Linked DNA regions of Zea mays: region 2 is linked to region 1. The links are chromatin contacts, called in public Hi-C maps. All regions are on one chromosome and are shown on one strand. Each heading gives the region's core, a stretch centred on a gene start, on an enhancer-like site or on the middle of the called end of the contact. The rest is flanking DNA. Distances are from core to core; before and after follow the strand shown. Region 1 holds the start of LOC103627379 (repressor of RNA polymerase III transcription MAF1 homolog). Region 2 holds the start of LOC542359 (glossy 8).

Region 1 (7,551 bases), core at 2,065-4,564:
GTCAATCAAGGCATCTTCCTCTTCACCATCAGACGCAACACCGGTTAAGAAGTCATCTCCTGATAATTTGCTGCGCCAAAAGAAGAATTATGTCATTAACTCGTTATTGAGTATCTTGTGTTCCATGTCAGAACCTTGCAGCTAGAAGCAAAGCAAACACCTACCTAGTGCAGTAACATCGAAAGCTCACAACTCGCTTTAGCTTCCTATTGTAGAAGTAGTAGTTGAACGACCATCTACAACAAAAAGGTTGGTATCTGTATTAGAGTGACGATTCAGATGCATAAGCTAACCATCACAATCCTATCTTAGTTCGCTCGAACATACATGGCCCCTTTCTCAAGAACTGGATCTGCGTCAGAGTCTGGATTATAGCTGTAGATGTCACACTCTTTAATTTTGATAACCTGAAACACAAGGTGTAAACATAAAATAGGATTATACAACTTCCAGACCAAACATTATAAGTGAATCCTGACCTCATCAATTGCTTTAGTCATACTGTCCAGAAGAGAACTGCCTTCATTTGTGGCTGCCCATTGCTGAACAGAAGTCCAAATTCAGGTAGGCATATCAAACAGTGAGAAAGGCAAAACAAAGTATCAGGATCATTTTAAATTAGCTAAGTTATACTATGCCCAGTAAATCAGTTATTGTACTCCCTCTGTTTCTTTTTAGTTGTCGCTGGATAGTGCAAAATTGAACTATCCAGCGACAACTAAAAAGAAACAGATGGAGTAATTTTTTTTCTTTTTTGGAATATGCAGTCTAGCTAAACCAATCTATTTATATGAACAGAGTAAAAAAATGCAAACCAAAAGATAAAGAGGAAATCATAAATGATTACCCTAGAGGCATCAGATAAGTAGGTGTCTACCATCTGCTTGAAACTTTCCAACTCCTCTTCTTGGAAGAACAAGTGTGCCCGAACAGCACTGATAAGTGAACAGATGTTGACAAAAGGATGTTAAATTTAATCTGAAGGTCGTGCTATCATGAATGTGTAACATGATAGTCAGGAGACCTTAAGAAAGTCAGATATATCAAATACCAAAGACCAAGGGAAATGGAGAGAATTGAACTCTCAGCTCAAAGAGCAACGGTTATTAATCCGTCTGTCATACCATCTGACAACACCCCCTTAGGCTGGTCGGAAAGGACAAAAGCGGGTTTGCCATATCGCCCAGAGAAAGCTGACTATGGCATTACCCAATATCCTTCCTCCCAGATAATATTAGAACACACTTGCTACAAAGACAATATTACCTGAAATCATAATCTGGATATATGTGGCCAAGAGTGAGAACTAGATATATCAATGTTTTCCGGCTAGACAAACATCAAATGAAAAAAAAATATAAGTTAGGCTATGTAAAAAGAAAATATGAATAACAGATAGAAACTTTTGCAAACATACAACTGGGTCAAACCCCAATTTGTTGGATGCCTCAATGAATGGTGGGACCATGGCCCACCTGTCATTGACAGACCCAGTGGTAAATGAAAAACTGGTAGGGTTGACCATTGGAATGTTTGCAATTTTTTCTAATAAATATATTTCACAGATCCCTACCTTGATCTGGAGGCCAAGTGCTCCACTGGTGAAGACGGGTCACTATCAGAGGACTTGCCAAGGTAATCAAGAATCTGAAAGCACAACAGAGGATTTAGATTGGCATGATTACAAATAGCGTACACCAATTCAAGGCTGGAAGTGGAACATCAACATTTAAAAAACATGCATACATATAAACATCATACATGCATTCTTTGTGGGCTTTTAAATGACAAGCATTAAGTTTCGCTTGGAAAAGAATGTTCTAAAGATCCTAGTGAATAGATTGCACAAAACACAAACTACAACAATAACAACTGTGAATCTGTGATATCACATATGTGACATTCAGTAAATTTTAGATTAAGGAGAAACAATCTTTGGCTTCTGATCAATCAATCAAACAACTATGCTCCCATTGACTTATTCAAAACAATGTTGAAGACACAAACAGCCTACAAGCCCACACGAAAAGCAGAAGACAAAGCCTAACATGACAGGTGGAAAAGCATAGTACTGCAGCTTGAAGAAGGGTGGCATTAAGCAATGATGTTGTACTTGTACATGAATGATTCCATGATTCTTCATGTATGAAATATAATATCTACAAAACTAATCCCTGGTAAGCATCAAATCCATACATGAGAGAAGGTACCTAAACTAACTTCACATAAAGTATAACAGGAGAGGTCCACTGGCCGAAAAGCGAAAAATAGAAAGAGAGGCTCCCTTTTGCAATAAATAACTATGAATAAAGGAAGCATGTTAGACGAAAAGGTGAGTGGAAGCAAATAAGCCCAAAATGAGTGTACCAACCAGGGCTTATTGGACTATCTGAAAGTATCTAAACAATCAAAACATTTTGCTTCCTTCTACTATGATTCCAACCAGAGAGGACAAAATTTTCTAAACAAAACACTGTAGATTACACATGATTTATAGCCTTGTTATAAGAAAAATGATCTCAGTGATAAAACAATCCATGGGTCCAGGAAAAGCATGCACCTCATGTTCTAGGCTTATTGAAAGCCGGCGGTCTGTCGCAGTGTGCTTGCCTGCAAATTAACATACCAGCTTATTGAAAGCATGTAGCTCATGCTCAACAAAAGACGCAATGAAGCATGTTCCTAGTTTCTTACATGAGAAGGCCTCAAGGTTCCCTCTGATTGTACAATCACCAAGGTCGAGCTGCTCGAGGAACAAATTTATACTGGAAACATCAACAAAACAACAAAAAAACCAGTAAACTGGGGAAAACGAATTGATCGCATGCAACCAAAAGCACAGCACCGGCAACAGAAAACACCACGTTTACCTGTCGAAGGGGGTGTATTCTAAAAACTTCATGCTGGGTGGCTTGTGAACTCATAAAATAGTCAAATCTGGACGTGTCTCGCGAATTGGGATTCAGAACAGGGGCGGGCCCAGCAAAGGATACACCCAATAGTTTTTGCAAAGCAATCGAAGTTAGCAGCCATGATACATGCATATACACTTGTAATTAGATTCAGATCCGACTACGAATAGTATGTTAGGGTTCGGGCGCACGGTTTTACCTACGAATCACGGGCGCACGTCTTCGTACAGCAGGGAGGAAAGACCAAGGGGGAGAAAATACCTGGTGTCCTGGTGGTGCTCGTCGCCGGCCAAGCTGTCGGGTGGAGAGGAGGCCGACACCGCCCTCTGCGGATGGATCGGGAGTAGGAAGAACCGAGTAAGGAGAGAGAAGAAAGAAATGGAAAGATTATAGGCCGACAGATGGACCCACGTGACAGGCGTGTTTGTTAACTTACCAAATGAAAAAATAGGATTAAAATATTAAAAATGTCTTATTTTTATGTTTTTTTAACTAACTCAGTTGAGTATAGACCCAGGATATTAAAATAGCTTTGTTTGGATCCTTAAATTTCATTCTAATAATAATAATTTAGATAAAGAACAATTAAGCTAATATAGTTTTATATAAAATATATTTATATATTATTATTAGCAATACTGCTAAATTTTTACTATATAGAAATGAGTCAAAAAACGTTATAAGTTGTAGAGTAGAAACATATTTTGTTAATATATAAAATTATTTTTTATATTTCACTTCATAAATTTGAGATGGGCTTATCTTTGAGTTATAAAAAGTGGAAAAGTGGCAGGATGTTAAATTCCAAATCATATAGAATACTTATTTTTGTAAATTTCAAATTCTTCAAAATAAATAGATCTAAATCGTACCGAAGAAATTTGAAGAATTTGTTGAAGGACTTGCTTACCAACGAAACGAAAAAATTAGCTAGGGATGGCAATTTTACCTGCGGGTCCGGGTACGAATTTGTACCCGCGGGTCTTGCCACGTACCTGACCCGTGTTAAAACCGGGTCGGGTATGGATATTTTTTGTCGCCCGCGGGTTACCCGTGGATATCCGTAAAAACTAAAAAACTAGCGAGCATGTATCATGAAAACTTGAAGTGTTTTCATATTATGTTCTGTATGCTTGTGTTGACACATAATTTATGAAGACTTGTTTGAAGTGTTCCTGTACGCATAAGTTCTCTGAAATTTTTGCTGGTTATGATTATATTTTTTGGAATTTTTCTGTATTATATATATATATATATATATATATATATATATATATATATATATATATATATATATATATATATATATATATATATATATATACCCGCGGATACCCAATACCCGACAGGTACGAGCACGGATACAATTTTTTACCCACAGGTATGGTCACGAGCGAGTATTTATTGTACTTAGTCCGAATCCGACCTGTTGCCATCCCTAAAATTAGCCAAAGGCCGGACTCCCGCTCCACAAGGCCTAGGGAGAGGGCAACAGAGACGGGGATGGAGATGAGAACATGATGGCGATCCCACTATGCATGGCATGGAATATGCGGTTTCGTCGACTGGATCTGGATGGATGGATGCCAAAGGCACCTTGTCCTCCGTGAATAGCATGTTGTTTCTTTTAATAGAAAAAAGAAAATGTGCGGTGTGTCTCTAGTTCCGGAGTCATGACCAACTATTATTAATTTACTAGAAAAAGAAAGCGCCCCATTGTGAGCTGTATCAGACATACTCAGGAATAGTTCATTGAATAAAATGTTTCTTCGCAAAACGCATAGGTTGTTTAGACATGGGATTATACCCATGGGCAAAACCATCCTTAGGTTTGCTAGTGTCGACATCATTTTATATGAGTGTCGTTAACGTTATAAATAGTATTTAAACAATATTTTACATTGTATTTTCTAAACTTGGCTATTCAATGTTGCCCTCTCACATGTCACCAAACTTGGACGATGAGTATGTCCCCTCTTGTAAACAATATTTTACATCATTTTATATGCTAACACTAGCTCCGCCCCTGATTTCTATCTTTGGACGATGAGTATGTCCCCTCTTGTATAGCATCATGTTGCCCTCTCACATGTCACCAAACTTGGCTATTGTCTTCAAACAATCCCAAATCGTAGAAGATTGTACCGTATTTGAGTGATTGCACAAGAATATAAGAGAACTTTATAGTGGCCTGCCAAAGAGTAATTGTCAGCGGGATCTCGTTGCTAGCATAATGTTACAAGCAGTAACGATTTCCAAATGGGGGATAACATTCTAACAACAATTACCAGAGCAAATGTAAAAAGGCAACGCTAAATACATCCCAGCAGCTCGCTCTCTGTACGATGCAAATCTTTTTGTGGAGATCACAGGTTGAACAGAGGTGGCATTGGTAATTCTTATGTACGGTAGTACTGTTGCATACATGGCACCCATTACATTGAATATATCATGTTGGGTCTCCCTAGTAAGTACACATCAACAAAATTTGTGCTCGATTCAGTTCACTAGAAAGAGAACCATGTGTAAGAGTATTCAGATAAATTGCTAGCAGAGAAATCAATCAGGGAGCGTATCTTCTATAACCGAATTTCTAGCAAATGGTTCCAAACAACAAGAAAATTAATGAATAAAAGAGATGTTATTTTGAACTAAAATGCGAGAAATAAAAAAAAACAGAAGAAGTATAATATAGAAAATTTGTTATTCTTTGAATGACACTAGGCTTCTTTAGTAAGTTTCAATGGCCAGTATACTATTGGCGTAAACTGCTGTTTTGAGTGTTTTTAGTAGGGGGTTTAATTTTATCACTGACTGAGAATAAATCACCACGAGTATATGATGTTTACCTACATAGCCCTGTTCAAAGTCTTTGCGAGAACATTCAGTATTGTCTCGGGCATATACCGCGAATCCTTTTCCACTCTCCAAAGATGAACTAAGAAAGCCTTTACGCGCGGTTGAGTCTATTTTTTTTGGATGCATGCTGGACAAGCTGCAACAAATTTTAGAATAAATTAGAGGGAGAACGGTAAATGGCATTGCAACAAATAGAATAAAAAACTATTAAACAATACTTATGCATAAGGAAGATTTCAGTATGCACTCCTTAAGGCTAGATGTACTTTTCAATGGATCTCGGTAGCTACAGAAATTTTAATTCACAATGGCATGTGATATTTTTTCAGTTTTAAAGAAAAACATAAGAGATATACTAACCTTAGTGAGAAAAGAATATTAAATGTACAAGAAGTCCTCACACACAGCATTCTAGACTCCAAATGTTGTCGTTTTCCTTTCCTAACAGACCACAACACGCGTCAACACATAAAATAAGCGTGATCTAAGGGTGCGTTTGGTTAAAGAGTGGAGGAGAATGGACCGGCTCTTTTCTAGTTTTTTGGATGTTTGTTTTCCAACAAAAGAGGAGCAGAGCGACTCCTGAAGACTCCATATAGAAAATTTATCATAAATAATTGGAATGCTCCGCTCCACCAAAATGGTTGAATGCGAGCGCTCTCTCGGACGCGAGCGCTCTCCTTCATCTTCTCCCCTCTACACTCATGTGGCTCTCCAACCAAACAAAGAACAGATCGGCTCTGCTCTATTATACTCTTCAACCAAACAAAAAATATAGTGACTCTGTTCTGCTTGCCAAACAGATAATAGAATAGTTACATTCTCAAAAACTAGAATGAAACTGTTCCATTCTGATTGACTCTCCAACCAAACGCACCATAGAATTAACGTTGGTTGAGACCTCATAGCATAATTTCGTAACTAGAACTACATAGCATAGTTTTAGAAGCACTTGGAACCTTATCTTTTGGCTTTTAGTCAAAATAGGGGAAAAAGAGGAAGACAGAGAGAAGGTACATGAGGTTTTTTACTGCTCATCTCTTATTGTATTTTCTTACAACGTAAAACTAAGGTCTAGTTTTAAATACACTAGAGCTAATAGTTAAAAAAAATTATTAATGAAATTAGTTGGTTAACAAATATCTAGCTAACTATTAGCTAATTTTAGCTGGATTTAACTAGCTAATAATTGATGGATAGTTGCGAGTGTAATTAATAGTTTGTTGGACTATTAACTGAGAGTGTTTGAATGTCTCTAGCTAAAAGCAGCTAATAGCTAGACTATTACTTGGGTTGTTTAGATGTCACCAGCTAATTTTAACAACTAACTATTAGTTCTAGTGCTGTTTGGATCCATGTGCTAAACTTTAGCACTACACTTTTAATAAAGTTTAGCACTTAGAGGTCCAAACACAAATGCTAAAAGATACTAAAAATGAAGTGATAAACTTTAGCACCCATTAGCATAAGAGGAGATAAGGTTTAACACGTGAGATCTAAACAGGTCCTTAGTGCATTAAAACAGTGTCTAGACCAAACAAAGTCTAAAAACAAATGGTCAGTAACTACCGAGGTAGGAAGCCTAGTGTTTTCGATAATTATATCACATACATAGTCGTACCTTTATTAAGTAAATTTCAATTTCTCTAATGCTTCATTTGGATATCGATATTGAAAGATATGGAATTGAATTGTGTTCCATATCAAATTAGTCATGGTATTGAAAGGTATGGAATTGAATTGTGTTCCATACCAAATTAGTCATGGTATTGAAACGAGA
Region 2 (7,551 bases), core at 1,566-4,065, 290 kb after region 1:
TTGAAGCCGTGTGCAGGCAAAGAGACTTCACAAAAATGTGAAATGGTTCAGAAAAACAACTGAGTTGCACAACTTCTTCAAGTTAATTTCATGCATCATTACTCGTATTAGTGTTACATTTTGAATTGAAGAATCGTATTTTTCATCATCATAACCGCGGATGGAACAATGACATTCTCGATTCTTAACAGACTCAGGAGGTAATGGTAGCTAATAAAGTGACTACAGCAAGGCACGTGTCTACTACAGGTGATGAGGAAATGTGCGAATCTGAACATGCATTCTGAAACATCAATCACAGCGCCTTCTTCTTGGCGTCCTTGGCCAGCCCCTTCTTGCGGATCTTAATGCACATGCCCAGGCGCACGCTGTCGATAAGGGACTCGGGAAGAATGGAGATCAAGAACCACACGACAGAGTGTGGCCAGTATGGTGTGCACCTAGGCTCGTATCCAATGTGACGAACGGCAGCACGAGCATAGGTGTCAGCAGATGGGACCATGAAGGAAGACTTCCTGATGGATGCCATCTTTGTCGCCACGTATAAGGGCACCTGGATAGATTGAAGAAATACAACATATTACTGACAAAACCGTTGCAATTACTTGCAAAAGCACTAATTCTCCAATTGATCAAGAAGCATTATCAAAAGGTAGACACAAATCAGTTCAGCAAATAAACAAGCTCAACCAAGTTTAGTAGAACATGTGAAATGATGCTTCAAGATGGTTAATTTTAGACGTTTGGAAATTTCAGAATCACTTCAGTTTGTGAGGGCTAAAGGGCAGGCCTGGTGCAGCGATGAGAACTGTCTCATTGAGGTCACAGGTTCGAAGCAACCTCTACATATTTGCAGGGGAAAGGCTCGCCTCACTTTATCCCTTCCCAAGATACCTCTCATGTGTGATAGTTTGTGAGGACTAACATGAGCCTGAAACAACTAGAGTGTTTCATCAAAATTTCTTTTAATTCTTTAGAAAGAGAACAGAGATCGAGAAACTATAGTTGAAATGGAAAATTGGAATTTGGTGAGAGGCAATAAATCATTTCAATAGCACAAAACTAAGTTAAGATAACTGTATAAATGGTTGATAATTTGAGACAAGATACATTCGATGCAAAGATAGATTTGTTACCTGGCATTGCACATCAATACCCTTGCTCTTGTACTCAACATAGAGGCATCTTGAGAATTGGTCAACATACCTGGAAAATACAAATAACATTATTTTTAGTGTGCACTTAGTAAGATCAAGAGAATGTGTGCATCTGCCTAATTACAGCTATTTTTGAATTACACACACACACGCACGCGCCCGCCCACCCACCCACCCACACCCACCTATGGAAGAATCATCATGCTCGCATTTTCAGCTAAATATGTAGTGCATAACACAAAGATACACAAACAAATAGGAGGCCTTACATGATAATATATCATTGTTTATAGGTTTTTCAACTATTCATCTAATATTAGATCACAGGATAATATAGCCCCACTATTCAGTGAGCTCTAATAGTTGCAAGCAGGATGGATGTTAGACCAACTCAACAGGAGCATCACAAAAGTTTTTTTTAGTTCTTAATTTCTTATGCAAACAAAAACCAGTACGCCTTACAGTAAAAGTTTTTTTGCTTATGCAGTTACCTATCTTTTTCTTTCCCCTAAGGAGAAGGATCATACGTCAGATCTAGACATTTCGAGTAATCCTAGACTGATGGAATTTCAGTACCCAACTAATTCTAGCATCTGAATGCATATCTAACTAACTCCCCCTATGATTGCATCAGAATCTGGCATGACCAACACGCAAGGTAGGGATTCACACTGAAGGCGTTTCCTCTGATTCCTGATCCCAGTGTTGCTACAATAGTTCCCAAACCATGTAGGCAAGAAAGACGTGCTCCTTTTGTTCTCGATCAGTCGCAATCTTACTTGTACTAGAAGCCATCTATCCTAGAATCGAGCCAATCTAAGCTATAGCATGCGCAACGGACAGCATGGAAGCAGTGACTAGGAAAACGGGGAGCTCACGCTTTGGTAGCGGCGTAGACGGAGTAGAGCGGATCAGAAGGCACGACGGAGGCGGCGCCGGAGCCGATGTTGACAATGGCGCCGCGCTTCCTCTCGACCATGGCCGGCAGCACGGCGTGCGTGACACGCGTGACGCCCTCGACGTTGACCCGGATGAGGGTGCGCATCAGCTCCTCGTCCACCTCGTGGAAGTAGCGCGCGTACGGGTAGGACACGCCGGCGTTGTTGACGAGCACGCCGACGTCGAGGCCCCGGATGGAGTCCTTGAGCGCCTCGACGGCGGCGGCCAGCCCCTCGCCGGCGAAGTCGAGCACGAAAGTCCGCACCTCGGGGACCTTGGGGTGCCTGGCCTTGATCTCGGCGGCGACGGCGGCCAGCTTCTCCTGGTTGCGGCCGACGAGGACGAGCCCGAGCCCGGACGCGGCGAGGCGGAAGGCGACGGCGCGGCCGATGCCGTCGGTGGCGCCCGTCACGACGGCCCAGGCGCCGTAGCGGCGGCGCAGGGGCTTGCCCGGGCGGAGGAACGCGGCGTAGACCCAGAGCGCGAAGCGGGCGGCGGCGCGCACGGCCACGAGCAGGCCCACCGCGGCCAGCGCCAGCGCCCACGCCGGCTGCGCGCGGAGGAACTCGACGTGAGCGCACGTGCCGGCCATGGCGGAGTGTGATTTGGGGAGCTGGAGGAGAGAGCAGGGCTCGGCTCGGCTCGGCTGGCGACCGATGCAGTGCGGTGCGGTGCTGTGCGGTGTGCCTGCCCCTGTGTCGAGCTTATAAGGGGCATGACCTATATCCGGTGGTGGGTGGAACTGGTGCACCAAGACTAACTGAACACGAACTCATGAAATCTCTCTCTCTCCTCCGTAGGCAGTAGTAGAGTAGTAGGCTCGTAGTCGTAGAGTTCGTATGGACGGACAAATTTCAAAGTGGATTTTCAAGTTCTTGTAGTGGTGCTCTTATAGAGAAATTCTTCCTCATTTATTTTTTACTTGTCGTCGTTTTAGTATAAAAATAAAATGACGGATAATAAATATTTAAGAATGAAAGTAGTAGTATAAAACTGGATAAATTCATTGCGGAGAAAGACCACATCCTAGCGGACAACCTTTCTTTCTCACTTCCTCGTGCAGGTTACAAAGGAATGCGAGTCAAAGTAGCAGTCTTTACGTGAGATACAAGCGTTCGGCTGCCCTCTTCATCAGCCAAGGCAGCTGCGCAGGAACAGTTTTTACTCTCAGGGCCAGGGGTAAGGGTAAGTTACAACAAACAGACGGAGACACACAGATTATAACATAGCACGCGCCACACTCTTTGGGCACGTCAAATTCACCGACGTAACCGTTGACGTGTTTGGTAGGCTCACCTGCCAAGTCATCAGCCTATTCGCGTGGCAGATGAACCGGCGAGCTGCGGAGGTTGACTGGCATGGCATCCAGACCAGAGGCCGGAGCAGATGCAGATCAGAGGCAACCCGCTCACGGTGCACCGGGCGCATCTCCAGCTCTGCTGTAATAACTGTGGATTTGATGCGCATCTTGGCTGTGCCTTGACGAAGGGGACAGCGGGGTTGGCACTTGGCAGGTCGGGTTTGATGAGCCGAAATAATGACGGGGGCCGTTGGGGATGTGGTCGCCGGTGGCGGGCGGAAATCCCAACCCTTGTGCACTGCACGACCGTCGAGGCGTCGTGCTGGCTGCTGAGCCACTGCCAGGTGGGACGCGAGTGGCGAGCCGTGCCGCGCAATGGACGCGAGTGGGTGCCGGCTTCAATCCAGGCAGGTGGGAGAGGGGGGAATGGGAATCGATCGATGGATCAATGCGGCTGCCGGCTACCAGTAGCAGTAGCAGCATGGGCGTTGGGCAAACACCGCCTTGCGCGGATGGAAGTCTTGTCACGACGCCGCGAATCCATCTGCGACGACGACGTCGCTTCCACAATCGGAACGGTTTGCATTTTCCTCTAGGAGAGCATCGAAGATTTTTTTTTAGTGTAAACCCATAAACGGTAAGGACAATAGTAAGTAGTAACAGTACACTATTATATACTGAAATCTTTATCCAGTTCAGGCATGGTCGGAATGTTCAAACGGCAGAGAGCAAAATCGACCATGACCACCGCGCGCACATGGCTGCAACATCACAGCACATGGTTACACCACCACTTCCAAGTCCCAACCACACAACACATCACAATTCATGTTGCAGTCCCACACTGCCCGACTTCTACAGTACTACTACAGCTGTGTCGCTCTATGTTTTTATAGGCTGTGGATCGTCAAAAATCCACGCAGAAACGCCTGACCCACATGGTTTCTCCATGACTTCCAGCAAAAAAAAGGGGGGGCAGACCCACATGCTTTTCACAAGGTCCGCAAGTCGGCTGCACCATGCTTCTTGGAGGTCTGCACACTCGCAAGTTGCAAACGGGTTATTAGGGAAAGAAGACAAACCACTCGACTGACAGGTAAAAAAAAAGACAAACCACAGAGTTTAGCAGCCCACCTAACAGAAGAGAAGCGCACAGATAAAGCCGGGGCGGCTTTAAATTTTGTGATCAGACATCCGGACAGAGTACACCGGCTCACCATCGTCTGGCTCCTTAACAAGTTCGCAAACATCCCCAGCCCGAAGGTCGTTTGATGCCACGAAATGTTTCCAGCCCGCGGTGAATCCCACAAATAACAGGCTGTCGTGGTAAACGACAGGCCATAGTCTCTTCTTGGGGTCCTTCAGCATTATGACATCATAGTCATGCCTTCTCTGTCGTCTAACTGCATTGGAAAGCGACTTGGATAGGTCCTGGGGGTGACAGTGATCAGAAACACCTTTTTAGCGATGTGGTCAGAAACTTAAAAAGAACTTTACAACTATGAACATGTACAGTGATGTGATGTCCGGTATCGATGTAAAATTAGTCAAAGAAGACCAGTTATGGAATCTGCACAACTCACAAGCCATTTCTGAGTAGTATCAGGAATGCACAGTTGGAAGTTGATCTCTGGTGGAGAATGATGATCCGGCTCCGGAATTTCGTCCTTTGTAGGCAACAAAGACTCTGGGACCTCACGGTTACTAGACATTCTGCCTTCCTGTTTGGTGGAACGGTGTTCTGCATGAGTCACAATCCAACAGACTAATTAGAAACACACTATCCGATCAGAAACCACTCTTTAGTTTTATATTCAAAGAAAACATGTTATCCACCCTTTAATTTTACAATCAAACAAAACAAGTTAAAATAAGCTCACCTGACTCGTTGGCAGGTACAACACTGTTGCAAATTTTGCTGCGTACACCGCTCCTCGCTGGCTCCGCTTGATCCATTTTGGTTTCAAATTGAGCAGTAGTTCCTACCAAACATAGATTCGATAATATGCTATAAACAACAATTATATCCACAATAAACAACCAAGAGATCTTTGAAAAGAAAAACAGTTGAAGTGATACTAGAAAGTTAAAGAGCACACCACCACCTTTTCCATTGACATTATGTGCAGTCTCCATCATGCTATTCTTGCATTTAGATATTTCGTCAGGACTTGAGGTTTTCTCAATGGACCCTGTTAACATTGATTCAATAAAGGCACAACTTCCTTCAGACCTGCTAGGGTTTAGTCCTAGTGCAGCATATTTACCCGCAACTACAGGGTTTGCACTCAACCAGACATTGTTACTTTGGCTATGTACAATGCTTCCCATGGGTTTGTTCTCCTTTTGCTTCAAGTAGAACAGAAGCACCTATAGAATGATAATGGAAACTATTTCTCTACTACAAAAAACCATTTACCACCGCAATAAACTCTTCTTCTTTTGAATGAAACAGCACAGAAGCTTTGACATCATATGGCCTTGTTTGGATGCACTTAGTATCCACCTCTTGGAGTGGATTAGGATGTAACTTAGTTTAATTTCCCCTCCAATCCACGCCAACATGGGTGGATTGAGGTAGATACCAGTGCATCCAAACAAGACCTATACTGGTAGCTATAATAAAGAAAATTATGAGACGAAGCGCACCTCCATCTTTCTCATTGATGCTATAGTTGATCTCTGTCCCATCACGTCCGCAATCGATTACTCTGTCAGCACTTGATGGTTCTTTGATGGGCATTGTGAATACTGGTTGGACACATTCATGATTTCCCTCGGAACAAATGTACTCATCTACTGGGTTCAGTTCAATCAAACCGTAACCATCAACCAACATGCCGTCAGTTTTTTGTGGGTTTTCATGTTTAATCGGTGCAGTGCAATCAAGAGCTGTTTGATTGTTCACAACATCCTTCCTCCACTTCTCCAAGCATCGGAAACCTCCAGGAGCTTCATATTTTCTATTAAAGTTTTGGATAATGATCATCTTGCTATAATTATGATAATCTTCCGCGGTTGTCCTAGAATCTAAAGGAATGGCATTTGTTCTTTGTTTTCTGCCTAAATTTTCATCTGAATCATGTAAATCTAAGAGAGCTGTAGCACTTATAATTTGAGATACTGTTTTTACTTCACTGCATGTTGCTGAAATGCACTTGGTTCCACACTCAATTTCAGGGAAATTCCCCTTCTCGTCAGCTAGTACAGCTGAGGGTCCATTCCCAATGCCACTTTGAGCTCTTATAGGGTCCTCATTGGTATTAACAGCCACAAGACTTATATCTGAATCTGGTCCTGATGTGGCTAGCTTCATTGTATCCTCTTTTTCATGCGCGGAAGGTTCAGAATCTTCAGAATCTATAATCATAATTACTGTTTTTCCTTTGCTGCACAGTGGAGTACCCTTTGTTTTGCACTGTGGACCAATCAAATTACCACTGATATCTTGTGCCACTGGTCCAGATCCAACCACACGTTCAACTCGTTTAGGGTCTTTTTTTGTATTGCAAGTTACATGACATGTTTGAGGCACTTTGGTCCTAGGACATTCGCCAGAAACATAGTAGCCACTGTTTTCTGAAATACCATCTGTGACGACCAAATCATCAGGTGGCATATTACTCCATGCCTGTTTCTTAGTTTCACCTTTATTTGTGCTCTCAGGATTGAAGTCGAGTCTTTCACAAGAATCCGTACCAAAAACCCGCACAGAAAATGTACGCTCAGCAATATACTCAAACAACAGAAATTCACCCCATTTAATCAAATGGTTTGAGACAAAAACATCCCATCCCTGATCAAAAGCAAGGGAATCAACCACCTTCGATACCAGGACCTTTAAACATTTTCCCTTTGAATCTTTAAGATACACAAGTTGATTAGTCAAATACTCCAGTCTGGGTGCAACAATTCGTGGTATCACCTGCACAATATATGCATGTACATGATGTTTTGTAGGGGCCATGGCATAAGACAAATAAAGGAAAATAAAAGAAATGGATAGCATAGCTGTAATGGAAAGCAGCAACAAACAAAACCATACCAGAAATTTCTCGGCATTGTTGCGTACGAACTTTAAAAATGCAATGGGAGCCTGATTATTCTTTTCCTTGCCGCCGCTAAATATTTTCAATTCCTTCACCCTGCCACCAT

Evidence for each region. A called contact is a pair of places that touch in the nucleus more often than the background predicts.
Region 2: a contact with region 1 is called in a Hi-C map of ear, with 5 times the contacts expected there. The contact joins the promoter of LOC542359 here to the promoter of LOC103627379 in region 1. A contact is called at or near these places in 9 of 25 Hi-C or Micro-C datasets (bundle sheath, ear, endosperm and 5 more).

The regions. Positions count from the first base shown.
Region 1 is chr5:184,617,206-184,624,756 of Zm-B73-REFERENCE-NAM-5.0, forward strand. LOC103627379 (repressor of RNA polymerase III transcription MAF1 homolog) reads right to left here and starts at 3,315. Exons shown (of 11, transcript XM_008647669.2): 1 at 3,174-3,315; 2 at 2,871-2,937; 3 at 2,695-2,765; 4 at 2,561-2,610; 5 at 1,574-1,647; 6 at 1,267-1,329; 7 at 848-935; 8 at 480-542; 9 at 328-407; 10 at 165-236; 11 at 1-70. The coding sequence starts at 2,902.
Region 2 is chr5:184,911,304-184,918,854 of Zm-B73-REFERENCE-NAM-5.0, forward strand. LOC542359 (glossy 8) reads right to left here and starts at 2,816. Exons shown (of 3, transcript NM_001111936.1): 1 at 2,036-2,816; 2 at 1,137-1,206; 3 at 65-553. The coding sequence starts at 2,688. The coding sequence ends at 296. It overlaps LOC103628738 (B3 domain-containing protein Os02g0598200), which reads right to left. Exons shown (of 7, transcript XM_020538582.3): 2 at 7,442-7,551; 3 at 6,046-7,321; 4 at 5,277-5,378; 5 at 4,980-5,137; 6 at 4,531-4,827; 7 at 4,047-4,430. The coding sequence ends at 4,570.